Linked DNA regions of Mus musculus: regions 1, 2, 3, 4 and 5 are each linked to region 6. A link is a contact called in public HiCAR-type and promoter capture Hi-C data. All regions are on one chromosome and are shown on one strand. Each heading gives the region's core, a stretch centred on a gene start, on an enhancer-like site or on the middle of the called end of the contact. The rest is flanking DNA. Distances are from core to core; before and after follow the strand shown.

Region 1 (3,295 bases), core at 770-3,269, 2.5 Mb before region 6:
TAGGTCTACAGCTGAGAGGGAAGAAATGCCTTGAAGCAGCTGTTCATTGTACTGGCATTCCTACTTCTCCAAGGGAAAAATCAGGTTCAACCAGGCTACAGAGTCAGAGGCTCTATTCCTCCACCACCACTTTTTTTTTTTTTTTAATTTCATGTATGTGAGTACACTGTAGCTGTCTTCAGACACACCTGAAGAGGGTGTCAGATCCCATTACAGATGCTTGTGAGCCACCATGTGGTTGCTGGGAACTCAGGACCTCTGTAAGTACGGTCAATGCACTTAACCACTGAGCCATCTCTCCAGCCACTCTATTCCTTTCTTAAGTCCCCATAATTTTCAGTGTTGATCTCTCCTGTCTCACAGGCTACCAAAGATCCTGAGTTAAGCTAAGCATAATTTAGAATCCAATCTGAGGGGTAGTGAATGAACACAGGCAGGCAAGTGCTACCCCAGTCAGTAGAACTGTAGGACCAGAAAGATTAGCCAGAGCCCCATGTAGCCACAGCCATAGGACTTTAGAAGGGTCAGAAAAAGGAGGGATGTATCTGTAACCACAGCACTCAGGAAACAGAGACAACAGGAATAATGTTAGTTCAAGATCAGCCTGGACTACGTGCTGAGTTTGGACTACAGAGATGGATCCTATCTGGAAGAAAGCAAGCCAGAAAAACAACAGCTGCACAAAAATAGTCAGCATAGATAGTAACTGACAAAAATGGTAACTGACAAGACAGTAATGAACAGTTCTAGAGTGATTTGTCTGAGTCTCAGAATGAGCTAGCCTTAAAAAGTCAGGAGGAGGAGGGTGCTGCTGGCTAAGTCTGGAATGTAGAACCGCGGGTCATGCTGGGTGGCACAAATGCTGTCAGATGGCAAAGAGCAGAACAGAGTCCGAACCTGTTCTGGCCATGTTTTTCAAGCTGTGACCAGACAAGCAACAAGAAGCATTTAGACTCTGGCTTCGGCTGGATTCCTAGATGACAGCCTGAAGTCACTGACCCATCCTGAGCTATTTCCTTCTGCCTCCCAAGCACCCTAAGCTCACTCAACATAAGCCAATCGAGAGGCACAATGCCACTCGAGAGAGCCAATGCCACTTCTGCTGTTCTCTAAGCCGCAGTTATGAGTCCTATACCCACGTCCACCTTGGACCCTAGAACTACACAGTTGCTCACAGCCTGTTGCACAATAGAAATCTATTTTAAGGAACAAGAGTCTCGATGTGTTGCCTAGGGTATCCCTGAGCGCCTGGGCTCAAGCCAACTTGATGCCTCAAGCCTCCAGAGCAATTCGAAATTTAAACTAGTTTACATCAATCCGAATCTGGGATTGCGGTGGGATTAGGGGAGCCTGCTTCTGCACCCTTCGACAACGTCCCTTAAAACGTCCAGGCCCTGCGTTTGCTGAATCCTCAGAGAGCAAAGATCCAGTCTAGCCCGGTTCCGCTGCGCTCCGCGTAAGTGTAAGATTGAATGGAACCACCGAGAGCCAAACGGCCACTCACTACCCGCCTCGCTCAAAAATGGTCGCAAGCACTGCTTCCTACTCTACTGGGTGCGCGTCCCAGGAAGTACCCGCTAGACCGCCGAATAGTCACCTCCACAAACGGAAATACCCGAGCTTAACCGAAAAAGACCGAACCTCAAACTACAATGAGGAGGAACCAGGGGGCTGCAAGGGTTGCGCAGGCGCAGAGCACAGCTGAGGCAGGAAAAACCGAAGTGGGCAGGCGACGGAAAGTGCCGAAGCGGCGGGGCGCCCGAGGCCGTTGCCGACCTCCGCATCGAAGCCGCGCCTGCCGCGGAAGCTGAGCCTCCACCGGTACCCTGCGGTACCCTGCCGCCGCAAGCGCGGCTACCGCCTCCTCCTTCCACCTCACCGCAGCCTCCTAGCAGAGGGAGCAAGTAGGCGGGAGAGCGGCGGACCTGTAAAGGCCGGCGTCCGCAGCCGCAGCGGGGCCTCACCAGACCCAAGCGGAAGAGGGGGAGGAGGGCGCGGGGACCGTAGCAGGGGCGGGGCCGAGGATCGCCGAGTCCTCCCGAGCACCTCCGAACACACCCGAGGTGCTTAGCCAGGCCAGAGCCGGACTACGGGAGCCGAGGCGGGCCGTGCGGTGGGCGCGGAGCAGCGCGGCAGGCCGGGCGAGCGGCAGCGGAGGAGGCCGCGGTAGCGGGTCCGAGGAGCGGAAGCGGCGCAGGCGGCGGCGGGGGGCCGGGTGGCCGGGGTCCCGGGCCCCCGCGGCGGCGGGCTGCGGCGGCGGCGGCAGGATGATCAAGCTGTTCTCGCTGAAGCAGCAGAAGAAGGAGGAGGAGTCGGCCGGCGGCACCAAGGGCAGCAGCAAGAAGGCGTCGGCGGCGCAGCTCCGGATTCAGAAGGGTAGGGGTCGGGACCCTGCGTTCGAGGTCAGGGACCGTGGCGAGAAAATGCGGCCCCTGATATTTGGTATTGGTGGTCAGGTTTCGAGGGTTGTGATGCGGGACTGGGGGTGCGGTCACTAGGGAGGGTCATAGATTGGGGCGTTGGGATACTCGGGCCTGGAGTGTTAGGGACGCGGAATCTGTTAGGGGAGGGGTATAGTTTTGAGAGTCAGACGAGAACTTTGCTCTGGGGTGCCGTGTCGTGAAGATTGTGAAGGTTACGAATTGGGAATAAGTGGGAGACGGTTTAGTGTTTTAAACTGGGGACTCGTGGCCCAAGACTCAGGTCCAGAGGGTCAGGCAGAGCAATTTTGAGTTTGAGGTGAAGAGGAGGGAGAAAAGAAGGTTACAGGAACTAAAAAATGTGAGTGTGGGTCAATTTAAGCTACCATACAGGAAATCTCAAGGATGAGATGGGATCTTGGGCTTGTAATAAGATGGAGACGAGGAAGGACAGTGGAGGTGGGTGGTTGATGAGAAGGGGTGACTTAGTGTTGGGGGGCCGGTGTCATGGTCCTTGAATTGCGGTGGACAGATAAACAGTAGTGAGTGGAGATAATGACTAGAGATAGAAAACCTCAGGTTTAAGGTGCTCAGGGTTCTTGGAAGCAAGGGTTATGGGAGTAGAGGTTCTTGGGGACTATGTTGTGGGAACTTGTGGAGGACTTAGCTGGGTAAGGGTTTTCCCAAGAGATGGGCAGTTATACTTGAAGATGCTTGTATATGGGATACTGTGTATCCAGAAGAGTCCACGTAGAGACTGGAAAGTGGAAAGAATATGGAGTAGTACAGACTGAGTTAAAGTACACCACACAAAGCTCTTCAGGTCTAGAAAGCGAACTTATGGGTTCTGCTGACACATGCCCAGACCTCCTTTC
Region 2 (3,768 bases), core at 336-2,835, 2.5 Mb before region 6:
AGAGAGAGAGAAAGACAGACAGACAGACAGACAGACAGACAGACAGACAGAAAGAAAGAAAGAAAGAAAGAAAGAAAGAAAGAAAGAAAGAAAGCCAAGAGAGATGATCTCCACAAGCTACCACAGGGTCAGTAAAGTGTATCTGAAAGTTACAACGTTTCCTTTTCTCTCTCCCCCCCCCCTAGTCTATTTTCTTTTGGATGCCTGCCTAGTATGTTTTTTCTGGTACCTTGGACTTTCTTATTTTCTGAAACTTCTCTCCCTGCTATATCATCTCTCAAAAGGAAGGTTACGAGGCTAGGAAGATGGTTCAGTGGGTTAAGAGCGCTTGCGTGTACGTATACAGACCTGAGTTTAAACCCTCAGTACCCTTGCTGGTGAGATTGCTACCAAGCCCAGTGATCAGAGCTCAGTACCTGGGACTGGCTACTGTGGTTGTCCTTTGACCTCCACATAAATCTCATGGCAGGCACATACAAATAAATGTAAAATTAATATTATTTTTCTCAGGCATGGTGGCTCATGCCTTCATGCCTTTAACCCCATTACTCAGAAGACAGGGTCAGGTAGATAGATCTCTGTGAGTTCTAAGCTATCCTGGTATACACAGTCAGTATCAAGCCACCCAGAAAATTCACCACCAGACTACAAATCACAGCAGCTTCTAAGTGAGCTCAGAATCCCCAGGAGTCTCATCGAGGCCTGGGTGCTCAAGTCAAGGGGGAGTTCAGACTCAGTAAGTGGCAGAGGAGCCCCGCGGGTGAAATTGAAGTACTAGTAAGCTCTTCAAATATGCTAATAACTTTGGGTCAGAATCCGCTAAATTAGAAGGGCACTCCATGTCATTAAAGAAAGGATCTCACCGAACAGTGGTGACGCATGCCTTTAATCCCAGCACTCGGGAGGCAGAGGCAGGCGGATTTCTGAGTTCGAGGCCAAACTGGTCTACATAGTGAGTTCCAGGACAGCCAGGGCTATACAGAGAAACCCTGTCTCGAAAAACAAAAACAAAAACAACAACAACAACAAAAAAAAAACAAAAAAAAAAAAAACAACCAACCAAACAAACAAAGAAAAAGGATCTCAGGGCACTGGTACTTGCGGGGAATCTCTAAAAGGAGAGTCCTAAACGGAAGTTAATTTATATCCATGCCATATTTTTTGTTTGTTTGTTTCGGTTTTGTTTTTCCTCAATACAGTTTCTCTGTGTAGCCCTGGCTGTTCTGGAACTTGCTTTGTGAACCAGGCTGGCCTCGAACTCACCGAGATTAAAGGTGTATGACACCTCTGCCTAGCTCCATTCTCTACGTTCTCTACAATGCCGCTAAGTCAATGCCACGGAGAACAAAAGCTCGCTCCTCGCTCACCAGATGCCGGGTGGAAACTACATTTACCACAAGACTGTGAGGCTCTCTAGACTCTGAGCCAATCACAACCCAGATGAAAAGCTTTTTCTCAAAAAAAAAAAAAAAAAAAAAAAAAAAAAAAAAAAAAAAGCTTTTTCTCAGGCTGTGTGCGCAACGGAGTCGTGACTTTATTTTGCTCGCCAAATGGGTGGGATCTATAAGCCGAGTCCTTTCACTTAGTACACGCCTCCTTGGGACCGGAGAGGAAGGGTAATGGGGAGGACGGCACTTGTAGCCGATGCTTTCCATTTCCTAGTCCTTGCAGGCTTGAAGTCCCTGGGCATTGAGTCTCCGAGCGAGCGAGACGGTAGGCTCATATTCACGTCCTCTGGTGTTTTGCCTTGCTACTGGGAATCGTAGATTCACGTCAGTTTTAAGGTCCCAACGCCCCCACTACGCGTAATGCCGAGGGTTTCCCACTTCTGGAAAACAGTATAGAAAGCCGTTGGATGAATAGGGACTCCGTGTGCAACTGCTTGGAAGTGAGGCTGAGCTGGAGTGTTCAGGATCTGTTAGGGAGAGACCGGGTAGAGTGGTAATCTAAGAGAGATAGAGGGAGCCCCGGGAGTCTGGAAGGGTTGAAGCACCCTAAGCTTCCTCTGGCTGCCCAGGGGCAATGAGATGCTCGGGGTGAACTGGAAGAAGGAAGGGAGACTCATAAGGAGACTCTACCTTAAGTGTCAAACTTGTGGTTACTGAAGACATACTCCATGAGCACTTTTCTAATTATCTTTCTTATTTCCACATCATAAAATCTGGCTAGTTTAACAACAGATGCAAAGTTATATTGCTCCGACCTCCAAGTTCACAGTTTCAGTCAAGCTACAACCATCACTTATTCTTTTCTCCTTTCTCTCTCTCTCTCCCTCCCTCCCTCTTTATTCTTTCTCCCCTCCCTTCCTCTTCCCTTCTCCTCCCCCTAACCACCCCCCCTCCTGTGTGTCTCTTGCTTTCACTGTCTCAGTATTGTGATTACAGGCACACATCTACACATTTGGACTCCTCACACATCTGCAGTCACATGCATGTACACACATAGACCTCCTCAGAGATACATAAATAAACATTTTTTTTTAAAGGGAAGGGCATCTTTAACATGGTGGATGTTTCGTTGTGGCAGTAGAGGACCAGTTGACTGACCTGTGGTACATGCTATAAAGTCAGAGAAAGGGAGAAGCAACTTCAGGAGAAAGTATATTTGTGTATATATATGTTCAAAAGGTGACTAAGGCCCCTGGGACTGAGGCAAAATGAGATGAAGGTAGATTGCTGGTAAGGTCAAAACTTGTAGATGACTTTTTCTTTAAAAGAATTATTTATGTATAAGAGTACACTGTAGCCCTGGAGAGATGGCTCAGCAGTTAAGAGCACTGACTGCTCTTCCAAAGGTCCTGAGTTCAAACCCCAGCAATCACATAGTGGCTCACAACCATCCGTAATGAAATCTGATGCCCTCTTCTGGTGTGTCTGAGACAGCTACAGTGTACTGTATATATAATATAATATATAATAATAATAAATAAATCTTTGGGCTGGAGCAAGCAAGGCCAGAGTGAGCAGAGGTCCTGAGTTCAATTCCCAGCAACCACATGATGGCTCACAACTATCTGTACAGCTACAGTGTACTCATACACATAAAATAAATAAATAAATCTTAAAAAAAAAAAAAAGAATACACTGTAGCTGTCTTCAGACACACCAGAAGAGGGTATCAGATTCTATTACAGATGGTTGTGAACCATGAACTATGTAGATGCTGGGAATTGAACTCAGGACCTCTAGAAAAACAGTCAGTGCTCTTAACCACTGAGCCATCTCTCCAGTCCCCCTACCCCCTCTTTTTTGCCTTTCCATTAGCATTTTTTAAAAAGATTAATTTTATTTATATATGTAGGTACACTGTAGCTGTTTTCAGACACACCAGAAAGGGCATCAGTTCCCATTACAGATGGTTGTGAGCCACCATGCAGTTGCTGGGAATTGAACTTAGAACCTTTGGAAGAGCAGTCAGTGCTCTTAACCGCTGAGCCATCTTTCCAGGCCTCCATTAGCATTTTTAAGCCTTCCCGGCTCCCCACCCCGCCCATTTGAGATAGGGTTTCTCTTGTGTAATTGGCTGTTCTGGACCTGCTTTGTAAGGAGGCTGCGTTTTGAATACTGCTTAAGGAGATGTACACTGTAGCTTGGCTGGTAAGGGGACAGCATTCAGAACCTTACAGCTCTGGTTCTTAGTGGCTGGGTGAAGTTAGGAATAGAGCCAAAAAATAGGAGAATCAAAGGAAGGGCTGGGTGCTGCCACCTCAGACAGCTTCAAGTTTTGAAGGTTTGGGGCAAGAAAGGATCTTCATTGCAGTAATCAGGC
Region 3 (3,683 bases), core at 26-2,525, 2.3 Mb before region 6:
GATTAAAGGGATGTGCCACCATGCCCAACAGTTCACTGTGTTTCAAACACAGCTTTATAACCACCAGCACAACCAATGAAGAAATCTTTTATCACCCTAAACAGTCCCTTTTAGCAGATTCTGTTTTCCCATTTACAACTCTAATCTGCTTTTGTTGGTATTATTGTTTTTTAAAGAGACTTATTTATTTCTATTTTATGTGTATGGATGCTTTTTTTCCTGTATGTTTGTCTGTAACCCACTTATGGGCAGTGTCTGCAGACTTAAGAAGAGGACAACAGATCCCCTGGAACTGGAGTTACAGACTTTTGTGAGCTGTCATGTGGATGCTAGTAATCAAACCTTGCTCCTCTGGAAGTGCAGCCAGTGCTCTTAACTGCTGAGCCATCTCTTCAGTACTGTTTTCTTAAAAACAAAAGTTCGAGGCCAGCTTGGTCTACAGAGTGAGTTCCAGGACAGCCAGGGTTACATAGAGAAACCCTGTCTCAAAAAACCAACAAAACACAAAACACAAAACAAAACAAAACAACAAAACAAAACACAAAACATTTTATTTTTTTGTGTTCAAAATGGAGAAATTTAGTTGTAACTTTTTTGTTGGTTAATCTTCATTGTCAAATTGTCTGGGTTCAGAAACATCTAGGATATTGGTGAAATACACCTTTGACACGGGCTTGGAGCACTTATTGTTCTTCCAGAAGATTGGAGATTAATTCACAGCAACTAAGAGACAGCTTACAACTGTCTGTTATTCCAGCCCTCGAGAATCTGACACCTTTTTCTGGTCTTGAGGGCACTGCAGCATGTGATGCAGACATACATGCAGGCAAAACACTCATAAGGGGAAAAAAAAAAAAACATAGCTTACTTCCACTAATGATTGTCAAGAAAAGAGGTGTATTTGGCTGAATTTTAGTATTTTTCACCTATAATCGTGTTTTTGTTAAATTATGCAGTAAATAAAAAATAAGGCTCTAGAACAAAATTATAACATCAGGAGAGTCCTGGAGATGCTGAGGTAGGGGACTCTCATACTCTGAGCCAACCCTCTCAAAAGACAGAATCGTGGTAGAAAATGAATATCCATGAGTCATCAGTAACTTAGTTATAATTCTATAAATAAAGGTGAGGAGACGTTTCTTCCTGATCGCAATGCCTTGCTCCTGCCTCTCCGCAGCTGCAGGTACTGGTGCAAGACTCTCAGATCAGAGTGCACAGCAGTCAGAAGCAACTGAACCTCTAGGACGCGTGCGCGTCGCAGGACCAGGATCTGCGCATGCGCAGTTGTTGCGACCATGGCCGCCGCCGGCATCCTGTAGTGAGTCCTTCCGCGCCTCGGTGCCTTTCTGTTCCTTAGCTTCCCCTCTGAGTGTCTTGCGGGAGGGAGTCGAGGGGTGCTGGAGGGGTGGCGTGCAGAGCGTTTGGGTTTCACGCGGGCCGTGGGAGTTTCGGGCTCACCCGGAGGGTGTGAGCGGGGACATCGCTGTCCCCGCGGGTGTGTACACCCCCGGGTCGGAGGGGTCCCTGACTGGCTGGTGTAGATGCTCTCCGCGCTGCTGTCGGGTGAGGCTGTCCCTCTTTCCTGCTCGTTACTTAGGGCGTCCTTGTCTCGAGCCCCGCTGTTCTCGGAGGTTTTGCCGAGATCCTTTGGGCACCCGGCCCTTCTTATTTGCCGGTTTCAGGCTGAGTTGGCTGCCAGACTCCAATGAGCGACGGGGCTGTTTTCCATGGAATCTTCTAGGTGGCTTTCCCTTAACTCTGTTGATACTTGCAAAATCAGTCAATCAATCAATCAATCAATCAGCCTATCCGTCCATCCATCATCTATTTAACTATCCCTCCTCCCCTCCCCAGGGAGGTTCATGTATCATCCCTCCTTTGCTTTGTTCCTTCTCTAGTTTGCTGTTTCTTCCTTGGTTTTCAATGGTTTTATTTCCCTGGAAAAACACACTTTTGTTCATCCTCCTCCAACAACTTTTCCTCCATTCTCCCCCTGCCTTCTCCTAGTCTTCTAATTTGAAAGATTTCACACCCACAGCTAAATTGCAGGCATAATTTAATAGATAATGACGAAACCATCCGGGTTATCACGTATTAACATTTTGCTACATTGGCTTTTCCTTTCTTTTAAACACATGCCCACTATAGTTTACACACATAATGAATGTAGCACAGGCAGGCATGATAGTGTGTGTGTGGGCTGGGTTACTAGAAGTAATACTTTGAATATTCTGACACTACACATTGAAATTCTTTAGTGATGATTCTCTTTAAAATGTGAACCTTGCTTTTTTTTTTTTTCCTTTTCCATGAGCAAAGGAGAATGGGTATCCTACCATCCTCCCAGTGGCCACATGAATGAAATTAATGTTAATCTTGTGAGGTTGGAGAGACTCGGTGGTTAAGAGCACTTGCTGCTCTTCAGAGGACTTGAGTTTGGTTTCCAGCACCCAAGCTTTGGGACTTATAGCACCTGTAGGTCCAGCTCCAAAGGATTTACCCAGGTATCCAACGCACTGTTCTGGCTTTAGAGAGTGTCAACACATAGGTGACATTCACTCATATGGACACACATATACCAATATGTAAAAAGAAATGTTTCAGAACAAAAGTCTCTGCCAACAACCTTAACTGCCTGTTTAATCCTCAAGAGGACATGGAATTCCATGCCCCCACCCTGATCTATGATAGAATGTTATTGGGACCAATCATTGTATAACTTATATATATATAAGTTTAAAAATTTTTTTTAAAACTGCATTGTGCCAAGGTTCATTCCAGGATCATGTGTGGCATTAAGTTTGTCTTTTCAATCACCTTCAACTATTAATGCTATTTCTCTTTGATAATTTTGTAATTTTAAAAAAAGATTTATTTATTTTATGTATGTGAGTACACTGTAGCTGTACAGATGGTTGTGAGCCTTCATGTGGTTGTTGGGAATTGAATTTTTAAGACCTTTGTCCTGCTCACTCTGGTCAACTCTGCTCGCTCCGGCCCAAAGATTTATTTATTATTATATGTAAGTACACTGTAGCTGGCTTCAGACACAGCAGAAGAGGGCGTCAGATCTCATTACGGGTGGTTGTGAGCCACCATGTGATTGCTGGGATTTGAACTCAGGACCTTTGGAAGAGCAGTCAGTGCTCTTACCCGCTGAGCCATCTCACCAGACCAATTTTGTAATGTTTTGATGGATGTTTCTTACAAGACATAGGGTGTTATCTTGTGGGGTGTGCCTTTGTTTAGTTCACTGACAATCCTTTTCTTGCCTTGCAGATAATCACATAAGTAAAACACGTAAAGTTGGTAGTGGTCAATTTTTGGTCATGTGGTTAAAGTGCTTGCTGTTATTAGTAAATCATTCTTGGGGTTGCTACTTTAAATTCTTTGTTACTGTTTTGATTTTTAAATGCCCAATATTCCTGGTTTTTCCTCGTTTTCAAATTGTTAGATGTTTCTTTTTCTTTTTTTCTTTTGGTATGTTTTATACTTACAGTCTTTTAGAGAAGTTCTTTACCCTGGTAACTTGGATAACTCCTTAGTTCTGTATTTTGCTTTATATCTTTTCTTAGCTCAGTATTTTACCTTAAGACCTCTCTCTCCGTCTCCCCTGTGCCCCCCGCCCCCTGGCACCCTGTGTGTGTGGGGGGTTGGTTTTGAACTAACACCTTGTGTATGCT
Region 4 (3,320 bases), core at 293-2,792, 2.5 Mb before region 6:
TAACTGCTGAGCCATCTCTCTAGCCTGCTATTAATTATTTCAACCCAGGATCTCATGCATGCAAGCAATTGTCCCAGCTCATTTACTTGGGTGTTTTTTATTGTTTTTGTTTTGTTTTGCTAAGCAGGTTCTTATGGTTGAGGCTGTCTTAAACTCCCATTCGTCCAGCTTCTCCCTCTCAAGTAATAGGATTACAAGCATTCCTAGCTGTTAAATTTTGAGGGTCCCCCCCCTCCTATAGCATCCTATGTAACCCAGATTGGGCTCAACTCTGATATCTGGGGGGTGACCTTGAACTTCTGACGCTCCTGCCTCAACCTCTGAGGTTTTTTTTTTTGTTTTTTTTTTTTTTTTTTGGTTTTTCGAGACAGGGTTTCTCTGTATAGTCTTGGCTATCCTGGAACTCTCACTTTGTAGACCAGGCTGGCCTCGAACTCAGAGATCCTCCTGCCTTTGCCTCCCAAGTGCTGGGATTATAGGCATACGCCACCACCGCCTGGCTTCCCCAGACTTTCAAACACACATACAACACAGCTACCCAGCATGGGTCCAGGATGGGGAACAAAACATCCTGACATCTTCCTCATGCGGCACCACCCACTAGATTCCTCAGTACCATTCACACGGAGGCCCAGAGCTCTATGCCTCTCTTTTGCCTTACATAGTGGTTGATTGATTGCCCCAAGAACAGAGGGGAAGGGAAGGCCAACCCACCACTTGAGAGGTTTGGTTCATGGGTGTCTTGGACAACAAAAGGACCACGTAGGAGCCCCGCTTGGACAACTCTCTGGCTGTTCTCTCCCTCTACGCACTTAGTCCCTGCTCCTTGGTATCTGACTACTTCCGAGCCCACTTCGTGTCCTACATTCTATTCTGATCTGTGGCCAAGCTGGGGTTCTTCAACCATTCATTTATAGAGCAGCGAATTCCCGAGAGTCTGGGTGGGGTGAGGTGGGAGCACCGAATGAGGAGGCTTCCTTGGGAAGGTGGGCCTGTGTTCTTTAGATGACTGCAGGGAAGCTCTGCAAAGCTTCTTCATCTGGGGTGCGAGCAGAAGTGACTCAAGAGAAACTTCTCGGGGCTGAAGAGATGGCTCAGCGGTTCACTGCCATCGGTAATGGGAGCTGATGCCCTCTTCTGGTGTGTCTGAAGAGAGTTAATAATGTACTCGCATAAAATAAATAGAAAATAAATAAATCGAGAGAGAGAGAGAGAGAGAGAGAGAGAGAAACTTTTCCCGTGTAAGAGAAAAGCCACCTGGGAGAAAAAAAAAAAGCCTCTGGATTCCATCCAGCGCCCTCTCCAGACCCGCTGAGAGTACTGAGGGCGTGGCCCGAGGAGTGATTGACAGCTCGCTCGGATCAGCCTGGAGACGACGGACTCCTGCTCCTTCTGCCTACTGATCCCCAGCTCTTCGGTCCCCAGCTTCTGCGATTTTGGTTGTGGCGCGGACCAGACCGGAAGTTCTGCTCAACGACTGCCTAGTCTAAAGAGGAACACCGGAAACGTGCTCCCGACTATCGTTCCGCCTGTGCCGAGGCTATCTGTTCCGCTTCAGCGCCCGGAAGTGCGGCCTTCAAGTTGACAAGCAGGAGGACCTGCAGGACCTGCTGCCTGAGGAGTCGGAGGTGGGGTCGAGCGGGCATCCCCCTGCCTCAGAGTCCCAGAGAAGGCTGGGGCGTGCCAGGAGCGGCACGCCTGCGTGAGGATCGGTGTGCACGTTGCGAACACAAGAGGGCGCTGCAGGATCGGGGCAGGGTGCGGAGGCGGGAAACTGGGGGTAGATGTAGCGGGCCTGAAGGGGACTCTGGCATAGATAGGGTGGGAGTGAGACAGGCTGATGGAACAAGGTGCATGGCATGGGTGAGGGAGTTGTAGCGAGAATGCTGTAGGAGATGTGGGAGAGTGTGCCTTTGTTCTGAGGCATTCAGGAAGGTTCTGCTGCATCTGAGGAGTCCGGGCGTTCGAGAAGTAGGGTATGGATGGGGTTGAGGAAGAGTTATGGGTTGGCATATTATTTGAAAAAGGAGGCCGCTTGGCAGAGACAGGTTCAAAGCCTTGGTGGGTTTGAAGAATTAATTCATCATCATAGAGGTCCCAGATAAACCCGGTTCGCAGGCTCCCTCTGGCGGCCACGTGAGGGAAAGGCCTGGAGGTGGGAGTGTGGAAGGGACCCTGCATGGCGACTTCCAGTAGGCCAGGCCAGTGGTAACTGACACAATGTGTGCAATACTCCGAGAGAAAGGGAAGGGTGTTTTTGTGTTAAGGATCTAGAATCGTTGAGTCTGAGATCTCAGTAGTCCTTTTGTAAGGGGCAGGATTAAATGGGGCCCTGCTCTGGGTCTGTCCTAGAGAGACAGGCTGGTGGTCAGGGCGAATCCTGAATCTTGATTCTCTTCCCTTAGAGCAGTGTATGCAATCTGATCCAAGGGAAACACCCTTGTTTGCTGAATAAGGAAACAGGCCCAGAGACCTGGAGATATTTGCTTGATGGGTTAACTGACAATTCTGATTCCCAGCTCCTTTGCGGAGGGCGTGTGTGTGTGTGTGTGTGTGTGTGTGTGTGTGCGTGTGCGTGTGTGTGTGTGTGTGTGTGTGTGTGTGTGTGTGTGATGGAAGAATCTGTCTTCCCTCAGTATGATTAGTGCCAGGATGATAGTCTCGGGTTCATAAGAACTATGGGGATTGCTAAACAACACTGAATTTCAGCTTGCTGGCCTTTCACATCACTGGTGCATTTTCAAAGCCCAAAGTTAGCACCTCTCAGGTGATGCAAAGAAGAAACAAGGTTGCAAAGGCCTTGTTATATGTACTGTTTATTTGCTTCCCTTGGGTATGGCAGGCACAAATCCTCAGCCTCAAGGGGTGTTCCTAAATGATTCGGCCAGGAGGCAAGTTGCCTCCCCACCCTTCTGAAAACCTCCACATAACAGTAGTTAATGGGACCTGGTTCTTGAGGTAGTCATAGATCTGCTTGGGGCCTTCGTGGTACTAGGATATGGAAATCTGACTAGGGTAGACTAGAAAAGAAAACAGCCATCCGCATTGTCTCCTCCTCTTGCAGATGGCAGCCACAGAGGCAGTGCACCACATCCACCTACAGAACTTTTCGCGCTCACTACTGGAGACCCTCAATGGGCAGAGGCTAGGCGGTCACTTCTGTGATGTGACCGTGCGCATCCGTGAGGCTTCTCTGCGTGCTCACCGCTGTGTGCTGGCCGCTGGCTCACCCTTCTTTCAGGATAAACTGCTGCTCGGCCACTCAGAGATTCGTGTGCCACCAGTGGTGCCTGCGCAGACAGTGCGCCAGCTGGTCGAGT
Region 5 (3,391 bases), core at 725-3,224, 2.8 Mb before region 6:
AAAGGCAGCTATGAAGCAGAAAACCCAGGGTTTTAGAGAATGAATTATGTGGACACTCCCTCTTGCAAGGAAGAGGGATGGCAAGAATCAGGAAGCTCAAAACACTGAAGAGGCTCAGAAAGTTGTAAGACTCACTAGCCCCTCCCCAAGGTTTACATAAGTAGTTCAGCAATTGCTGAGGGTGAGGGGTCTCTTCAGTGGAATTGCCTGCAGGTTGAGCAGATAGCTCCAGGGATGCAACTTTCAGAAGTCATCACCCATGCTGAAGTGAGCTTAGGAGTGATGTAGTTGCCTCTGATGCATCAGCTTTCCTATAGGTAACACCATATAACTCAATTGTTTTACTAAGCTAAATTTTGGTGGAATCATTTCTTTGGCTTGTCATCAATGCCCTTATCTGGGGTGAATGTTAGCTCTCATTTTCCCAGGAAACATCACAACACAAAGTGCCTTGAGCATGGCAGGGGCCTTACATAATACTTCTCTGCATGTTGGCAGCAGAAGTCTCTCCTTTCCTCTCTTGCTCTTTTTTTCTCATCAGTTGTACCTGAAAAAGAAATCCAAAGACCAGCTAAGGATATTGGCTGTGCCAGAGACTAAGACTTGGGGGAAAGGGGAACACAACTCTTAAGGAAATAAAAGAACAAGTGTATTCAGGGACTGCCGAGACGGCTCAGTGGGTAAGAGTGCCTGCTGTTAAAAAGAGAGAGAGAACATGAGTTTGAATCTCCAGCACCCATGTTATAATAATAATAATAATAATAATGTCAGGCAGGCATGGTTGTACATGCCTGTAAACCCAGCATTATGGGATAGATACAGGTGGATCTATCTTAATGGTGACTGCTCTCCATAGAATGAGAAAATTTTACTGACATTTATTTTTTTTCACATTTTTATTCTTTGAGAGTTAAGTTTCGTTATCTGCCCCCTTCCCCTTTATATTACTGAAGATAGAACCCAGGCAGGGTCTGTTGCTGCTAGGAAAACACTGTACCACTAAGCTATATCTGAAGCCTTCCTTGGCTGCCAAATGCCAAAGGCCAGCTTCCCTTTCCAAATGTCCATCCTCACCCTGACAACTTCCCTCTGTCCTCCCTGTTCAAGTTTCTCTGCCTCTTCAACTCCATATACACTAAGCAACAAGACCTGACCCTCCCCTAAGTGTCTGCAGATCTCCAGTCTTATCCCATCCGTGCCCCTTCTGGCAGCCAAGCTCACCTTTTCCCTGGCTCCTGACACTCATCGCGCCAAGCTTCTCTAGTCTTCAAATCGGACCACTATCTGACCAATGACGTCACCTTGCTTTCATTACAAGCGTCCCATAACACCAAGCATCCCACACCGATTGATAGCAGGCGTCCAGGGTGAAACACCACACTCAAGCCTTCCTTTCCGGCCCCAGGCCGCCCCTCTTCTCTTGGCGCCACTAATTCTGATGGCCACGCCCACCGCCAGGCTTTCTCCCTAGTCACGCCCTTCCAAGCCGCCACCAGTCCTCCGCAGACACCAAAACTCCTGCGGCCTTGGTCAACCAGTCAATCAGTCAGCCAGTCAGCCAGTGGCTCTCCCTGTACACGGCTCCTTGCTGCCCTCTCTCCTGCGCCCTCGGTCGCCGCGACGTCCCCATTCCCGTTCCGCTGGCCGCACCCGGAACCTGCAAAGCTCACTGGCGACAAGCGCTCGGCACTCTCGCCGACCCCAGCCCCAAGCCCGTGCCCACGTCCCCACTTGCCTCTCCAAATCACTTTGCCGGACGCCGCCACACTCGCTCACTCGCTCGCTCGCTCGCTCAGAGACGCAAACCCGAAATCCCCAAATTCGCGCCACACAGATTTCGCGCGCACTTTGGCGGGAGGGGGCGGAGACGAGCAAGGGCGGGGGCCTGCGAGTAGCGCGTGCCGCAACTATCGCCCGGAGGCTGCTGGGAGTTGTAGTCTCTAGAGCGTGAGGCAGCCTAGAAATGGGACAGAGTGGGGAGAGGGAGGGGCGCTGTCCCGCACAGCATGCTGGGAAGCGGCCCCAAGCCTGTCCTCCCTGTGGATGAGCCGGTGAGCCTGCGAGGTCGTAAGGGTGACAGTCGGGGAGAAGAGAAGGGTTGGTGGAAAGCCACCTTGCCAGGCACTAGGGGAAGAAAGGCGGGATACCGCGCGGGGCATCCCGGGAGCAAGGGCCGGGCTGGGCTTGGGCGCGAGGCATTGTGGGAGGTGGACGCCGCTTTGGGTTGGGTAGGTGAGTTGAGGGGGAGGGGGCCGGAAGGGTGCACAGCTTTAGGAGTGGAGAAGCACCGCTATGTGGGATGGTCAGGCCGGGAGGAGCAGCGGAGAGACAGGTTGAGAGAGTCTCGAGAGGTGGGAACTGGATAAAAGGGGCTGTGCAAGGGACAAGAGGCTCAGCGGGACGTGGGGGCCCGGGGGAGCATTAGTAGTGAAGAAGCCCATCTGAGGACAAGGCGCCGTGTCCAAAACGAAGATACACATTGAGAATAGTAGCAATTTCTGGGAAGAGGGGACTGCAACTTGGCCCAGGAGGAGAATAAGTCTTAGGAGTATGGACCAAAGATGACTATTGGTGACACTTCTGAGTTGAATTTGCCACAAGTGGGCCACACCCCTGTAGGCGAATGATCCCTGACTGGACATGGGCAGCACATCTGGAGATAAGAGCATCTCTGGGAAGCAAAAAACACAGATCAAAGTAGCAGTTCAAGGCAGTCATATCTGAGGGGCAACAGCTGCACATTTGATACACCTAGGGAGAAGAAAGGTGTATGAGGATTATGACTGGGATGAGAGATTCATGCCTTAGCTATGAGAGTAGATATGAGTTACACTCAAATGTAGACTTGTGGGAAAGGGAGCTACAGATGAATGGGACTACTAGATATTATCACCAGGCATAGGACTCACATCTGGAAGAAGGAGAAATCTTAGCAAGAAGCTGGGAATACATTTGCAAAGATGCTCACAGCTGAGCTAAAGGCAAGATATGTAGAACTGATTCCATTTGTACCTAGAGGTCACATCTAAGGCAACTGGAACTAGGATTGAAATTGATTAAATGCCAACTGAATCTGGGAAGGCAACAGGTGAACCACAAAAATGGGATGGAGATTCCTATCTGGAAAGCAAACAATGAAACCACTTTGATTTGTCTGAGACGTACCTGAGGCAGCAGTAGCTGATAAGACAGTCTGATGATGAAATTGTGGTAACCCAGGTGGAGATGGGTCTGATGTCCAGCTCTTCTCCCCACTTCTACTCAAGGTCCCAGGATGGAGCTGACAGAGCCCTTACCGAGCGCAGCCGTGCAGAAGGAGGAACAGGAATTGTTGGATCGAACTTTCTTCTCTTGGGCTGAGTTCAGCCGCTTCTTCGACAAGTGGTGCCAG
Region 6 (3,250 bases), core at 659-3,158:
TGGGAGAAGACAAAATTGACCTGTGCATAGATGACTAGCTTTTGTAGGGGAAATCACTTTCTCTTTTAGGTACAGGAGAGCTGAAAATAGGTTTCATTTCTTCCTTCATCTAGTTTGTTTTTCTACCTAAGGCTTAGGCTCTGTGTAGGGCTTTGTCGCCTTCATATCTTCATTTTGTTGAAACCAGAGGTCACTGAAGAGAATTTGTTTTTCTCCACTTCTAATGACAACATAAACTGTTTAGCTCTTACACACATCCAGGTAATGGCTGGCACTGTATAGGGGAAGTTTCCTCCTGCCATAGGAGGAGATATGTATCCTCACGTCTATTGATTTATATGGCGTTCCTCAGCTTGTTAAGAGCCAGGGTGATCCATAATAGGAAATAAAATATGTGTGATTAAACAAGAAGGGCAAGGGCTTTACAGCAAAACAAATGGTTTTTGCCTTTTGGAAAAATTCATAAGTTTAGTGACTCTGCCTTCATTTCTTTCTACAGTCTCCTTAAAATGTGTAATAATGTATGTATAGCTTTGTTGCATAACTGTTAACTGTGAGATTGAAACATTCCATTCTTAAGTAGGCAGTTGAGACAATGCAAAATAGCTTCAGAAAGTGCCCCCCCCCAAAAATGAGATTTTCAAGGCACATTTTTCCTTAATAAACCAAGCTGCAAAGAAGACTGCGTCCAGACCAGTTAGTTTCCTAGAAGTAGTAGAAAGCTCAGCTAGCCACTTGGAAATTTAGACAACTGAGTATCATTGAAAAGACACTCCAACCTGTTCAATTGACTTTCACTGTTGGTATTTGTTGATATTTTAGTTTGACTCATGCTCTGTAACCATGCTAGCCCAGAACTAATAATTCTCTTCCCTCTGGCATCCTTTGTAGGAATTGCATGGTGTACATCAGCATGAGTTACAACTTTAGCTATCTCTGGTCCTGAGATTGATGGATGCCAAATATACAAATACAGACAAACACAAAACTTTTCATATGCTAGGAGTTTAAGATTTGCTTGAACTCTGTTTAACTTTGTCTTTTTTGTAGTTGTGTACAAGAGTTACATTTAGTTTATGGCCAGTTGGTGGCTGCTGCTCTCTACCTCTATAAGCGGCGCCCTCAGGAGAGGGCGAGTTGCAGAACTTGCTGGCCTCACACAGATCCTGATTTCTTTTTTTTCCTGGAGAGGCAATTTCTGCTTTTTATTGATATTCAGGCTAGTCAGCCAACTTTCTAGCTACCGGACAGATCTAGTTGAAGCTTAAGGAGCTGTGTGTGTTCTCTTAGGGCAACACTGAAGAAGAGGCAAATCAAGTGCCATAGGAGTGGTATTAGAATACAAAGGGAGGGGGTATTTAAGCAGACAACAGGGAAATGTAGGAGTCACTATGGATTTAAATTCGACTCCCTGCAAGTGGCTTCCAACAGTGGACTAGGAGGCCAAGTGCCCTGAGCTAGTTCAAGAGGCTAGGCATGGGCTCTCCATCGGATGTCTGCCCAGCATTTGGGTACACATGGAGAAATCCCGCAGTTCCCCCGGAGTTTGAGTTCATCTATACAACCACAGCCTCTTTTGACCTCCAGTCTAGCATCCTTGTATTCTGTTTGCCCCCAAGTTGGAAAACACTGGGGTGGGTGGCCCCAGACTATGGCCGAGGACTTCAGAAAAGAAGACAGATGAAAAGGGTTGTTTGCTAGCGTACATGGCGCTTCCCAGCACACATCCCTTTTGGCCTTTGTTCCAGGTGATGAAGTTGCACAGCTTCCCCACCCACAGACGCATATCTGAAGGAACTACGTTACCCAGAATGCACTATCCACAGAGAGAGGAGCATGAGCCAATGAGAATTTAGGATAGTACCATCTTCGGGTTTGGCTGGAGGAATGGGGCGGGATTTCCGGCTGCGCTCTGTGGCGCTCATTTTAGCGGTTTTTGGGTCCCTCCTTCCAGATCGTGTGCAAGACCCCTTTGTCCAGAGGTGTACGGATCGAAGAATCTCAAAGGAGCGGTTCTAAGGGCGTAATATTCATCGCAGCCCCGGCACTGACAGTGGCAGTATTGTCCAGGTCCCTCGTCCCCGTTTCCCCGTTGTCTGCGCTCGCTTACTTGGATGGCTGTGCCCACGCTCATGCACCAGGCTTAGGTAAGTGGTGCGACATTTGTGGCTCCCTTGTCCTCGCCACTTATCTTGCAGAGTCGGAATTAGGGAGTCCCCTTAAGTCGCTACTCCCCAGATCCCTGTATTAGTAGGAGTACGTGATTCGGCTTTTCTATTTGCAAAGCTACAATGAGGAGGCGGAGTGGTACAGCCAGGGCCATAGTGTGTGTAATTTCTTGGAGCGACGCTGAAGTGTGGACTATTTAGGCCCGTAATAATGAGATGAAGTGTTGTACCATTTTCCCCATGACAGGAATTCGTGTTATGGAAAAACTACACAGACTTGAGTGTGGGTTTTAGGGTTTCCAAAAAGCTGCTGCTCGTGATGAGAGTATGTATGTATATATGTATGTATATTCTCATCTCAGCTAGTTCTTGGACCACCCTAGGGTTTTCCAACCTGGGAGTTGTGTGGAGATATATTATAGGCCAGTTGAGTCATTGTTCAAGGGTCCATAAGTAAGCACAAGCACTGAGGATTTAGGATCAGATGTAACGAGGGCATCCCTATGTCACTTTGCTCCGGGTTGGGAGAGGGTATAGGAAAACCTAAAGCTTTGGGTCCCTGCCATCATTCATAACATCTCTCATCTCACAGGTGTCCATGACTGCAGAAATGGATATGGCCCTCATGCAGGTGAGGAGAATATGTCCTAGGCTGTCACTGAGATATTTGTCTTGAGTCAAAGGGGCCTTAACAAATTGAAGATTGGAGTAGTTCCTTTTGGTAACAAACAATAGAATGTGATCTGTAAGGTTGACGCAGGCATTGATTGGCATGTGTAAATGTTTGGAGATGAGGCTCATGTGGTTCATAGAACCCCAAGTGTTTTCTTCTGAGGGAAGTGAAAGCAGCAGGGCAGGATTCAGATCTGGAATGAATCTCAGCGTTCTGCTTTAGAGTGATGAGAGTAATTCAACATTTAGGGAAAGGAAAGGGAAGAGGAGGGAGGTGATCTAATCTTAGTCACATAAGCCTCCATGTTTCTGTGGCATGGAGAACCCAGTTATTGTGAGGAAGTCAATAAGACCATGGGGGAAGCTGCCATAATAGTTTGGGAAAGTGTTAGCAGTGATTACACCAGGGT

Evidence for each region. Promoter capture Hi-C pulls out the DNA fragments that hold promoters and counts their contacts. HiCAR-type assays count read pairs that join an accessible place to other places.
Region 1: a promoter capture Hi-C map of pre-B cells shows a contact between it and region 6, with 4 times the contacts expected there. The contact joins the promoter of Ube2m here to the promoter of Zik1 in region 6. A contact is called at or near these places in 6 of 39 promoter capture datasets (cranial neural crest, frontonasal cranial neural crest, hippocampal neurons and 3 more) and 1 of 115 datasets of contacts at active chromatin or transcription factors (astrocytes).
Region 2: a promoter capture Hi-C map of pre-B cells shows a contact between it and region 6. The contact joins the promoter of 1810019N24Rik here to the promoter of Zik1 in region 6. A contact is called at or near these places in 7 of 39 promoter capture datasets (3T3-L1-derived adipocytes, cranial neural crest, frontonasal cranial neural crest and 4 more) and 1 of 115 datasets of contacts at active chromatin or transcription factors (astrocytes).
Region 3: a promoter capture Hi-C map of second pharyngeal arch cranial neural crest shows a contact between it and region 6. The contact joins the promoter of Zfp329 here to the promoter of Zik1 in region 6. A contact is called at or near these places in 9 of 39 promoter capture datasets (cranial neural crest, frontonasal cranial neural crest, hematopoietic stem and progenitor cells and 6 more) and 1 of 115 datasets of contacts at active chromatin or transcription factors (astrocytes).
Region 4: a promoter capture Hi-C map of pre-B cells shows a contact between it and region 6. The contact joins the promoter of Zbtb45 here to the promoter of Zik1 in region 6. A contact is called at or near these places in 7 of 39 promoter capture datasets (the 3T3-L1 cell line, cranial neural crest, frontonasal cranial neural crest and 4 more) and 1 of 115 datasets of contacts at active chromatin or transcription factors (differentiating embryonic stem cells).
Region 5: a contact with region 6 is called in a HiCAR-type map of astrocytes, with 6 times the contacts expected there. The contact joins the promoter of Zswim9 here to the promoter of Zik1 in region 6. A contact is called at or near these places in 6 of 39 promoter capture datasets (cranial neural crest, frontonasal cranial neural crest, hippocampal neurons and 3 more) and 1 of 115 datasets of contacts at active chromatin or transcription factors (astrocytes).

What each region holds. Positions count from the first base shown.
Region 1 is chr7:13,036,702-13,039,996 of GRCm38.p6, reverse strand. It overlaps Ube2m (ubiquitin-conjugating enzyme E2M), which reads left to right and starts at 2,019. Exons shown (of 6, transcript NM_145578.3): 1 at 2,019-2,376. The coding sequence starts at 2,268.
Region 2 is chr7:12,959,634-12,963,401 of GRCm38.p6, reverse strand. 1810019N24Rik (RIKEN cDNA 1810019N24 gene) reads left to right here and starts at 1,585. Exons shown (of 2, transcript NR_166501.1): 1 at 1,585-1,713. Gm29638 (a long non-coding RNA gene) reads right to left here. Exons shown (of 2, transcript XR_391162.4): 2 at 1,515-1,915.
Region 3 is chr7:12,816,452-12,820,134 of GRCm38.p6, reverse strand. It overlaps Zfp329 (zinc finger protein 329), which reads left to right and starts at 1,275. Exons shown (of 2, transcript NM_026046.3): 1 at 1,275-1,318.
Region 4 is chr7:13,008,074-13,011,393 of GRCm38.p6, reverse strand. It overlaps Zbtb45 (zinc finger and BTB domain containing 45), which reads left to right and starts at 1,542. Exons shown (of 3, transcript NM_001360833.1): 1 at 1,542-1,758; 2 at 3,065-3,320. The coding sequence starts at 3,065.
Region 5 is chr7:13,277,304-13,280,694 of GRCm38.p6, reverse strand. It overlaps Zswim9 (zinc finger SWIM-type containing 9), which reads left to right and starts at 1,974. Exons shown (of 5, transcript NM_177312.4): 1 at 1,974-2,051; 2 at 3,267-3,391. The coding sequence starts at 3,275. It overlaps Lig1 (ligase I, DNA, ATP-dependent), which reads right to left and starts at 1,869. Exons shown (of 29, transcript NM_010715.3): 1 at 1,736-1,869; 2 at 474-547. The coding sequence starts at 490.
Region 6 is chr7:10,494,039-10,497,288 of GRCm38.p6, reverse strand. It overlaps Zik1 (zinc finger protein interacting with K protein 1), which reads left to right and starts at 1,908. Exons shown (of 4, transcript NM_009577.3): 1 at 1,908-2,147; 2 at 2,761-2,799. The coding sequence starts at 2,767.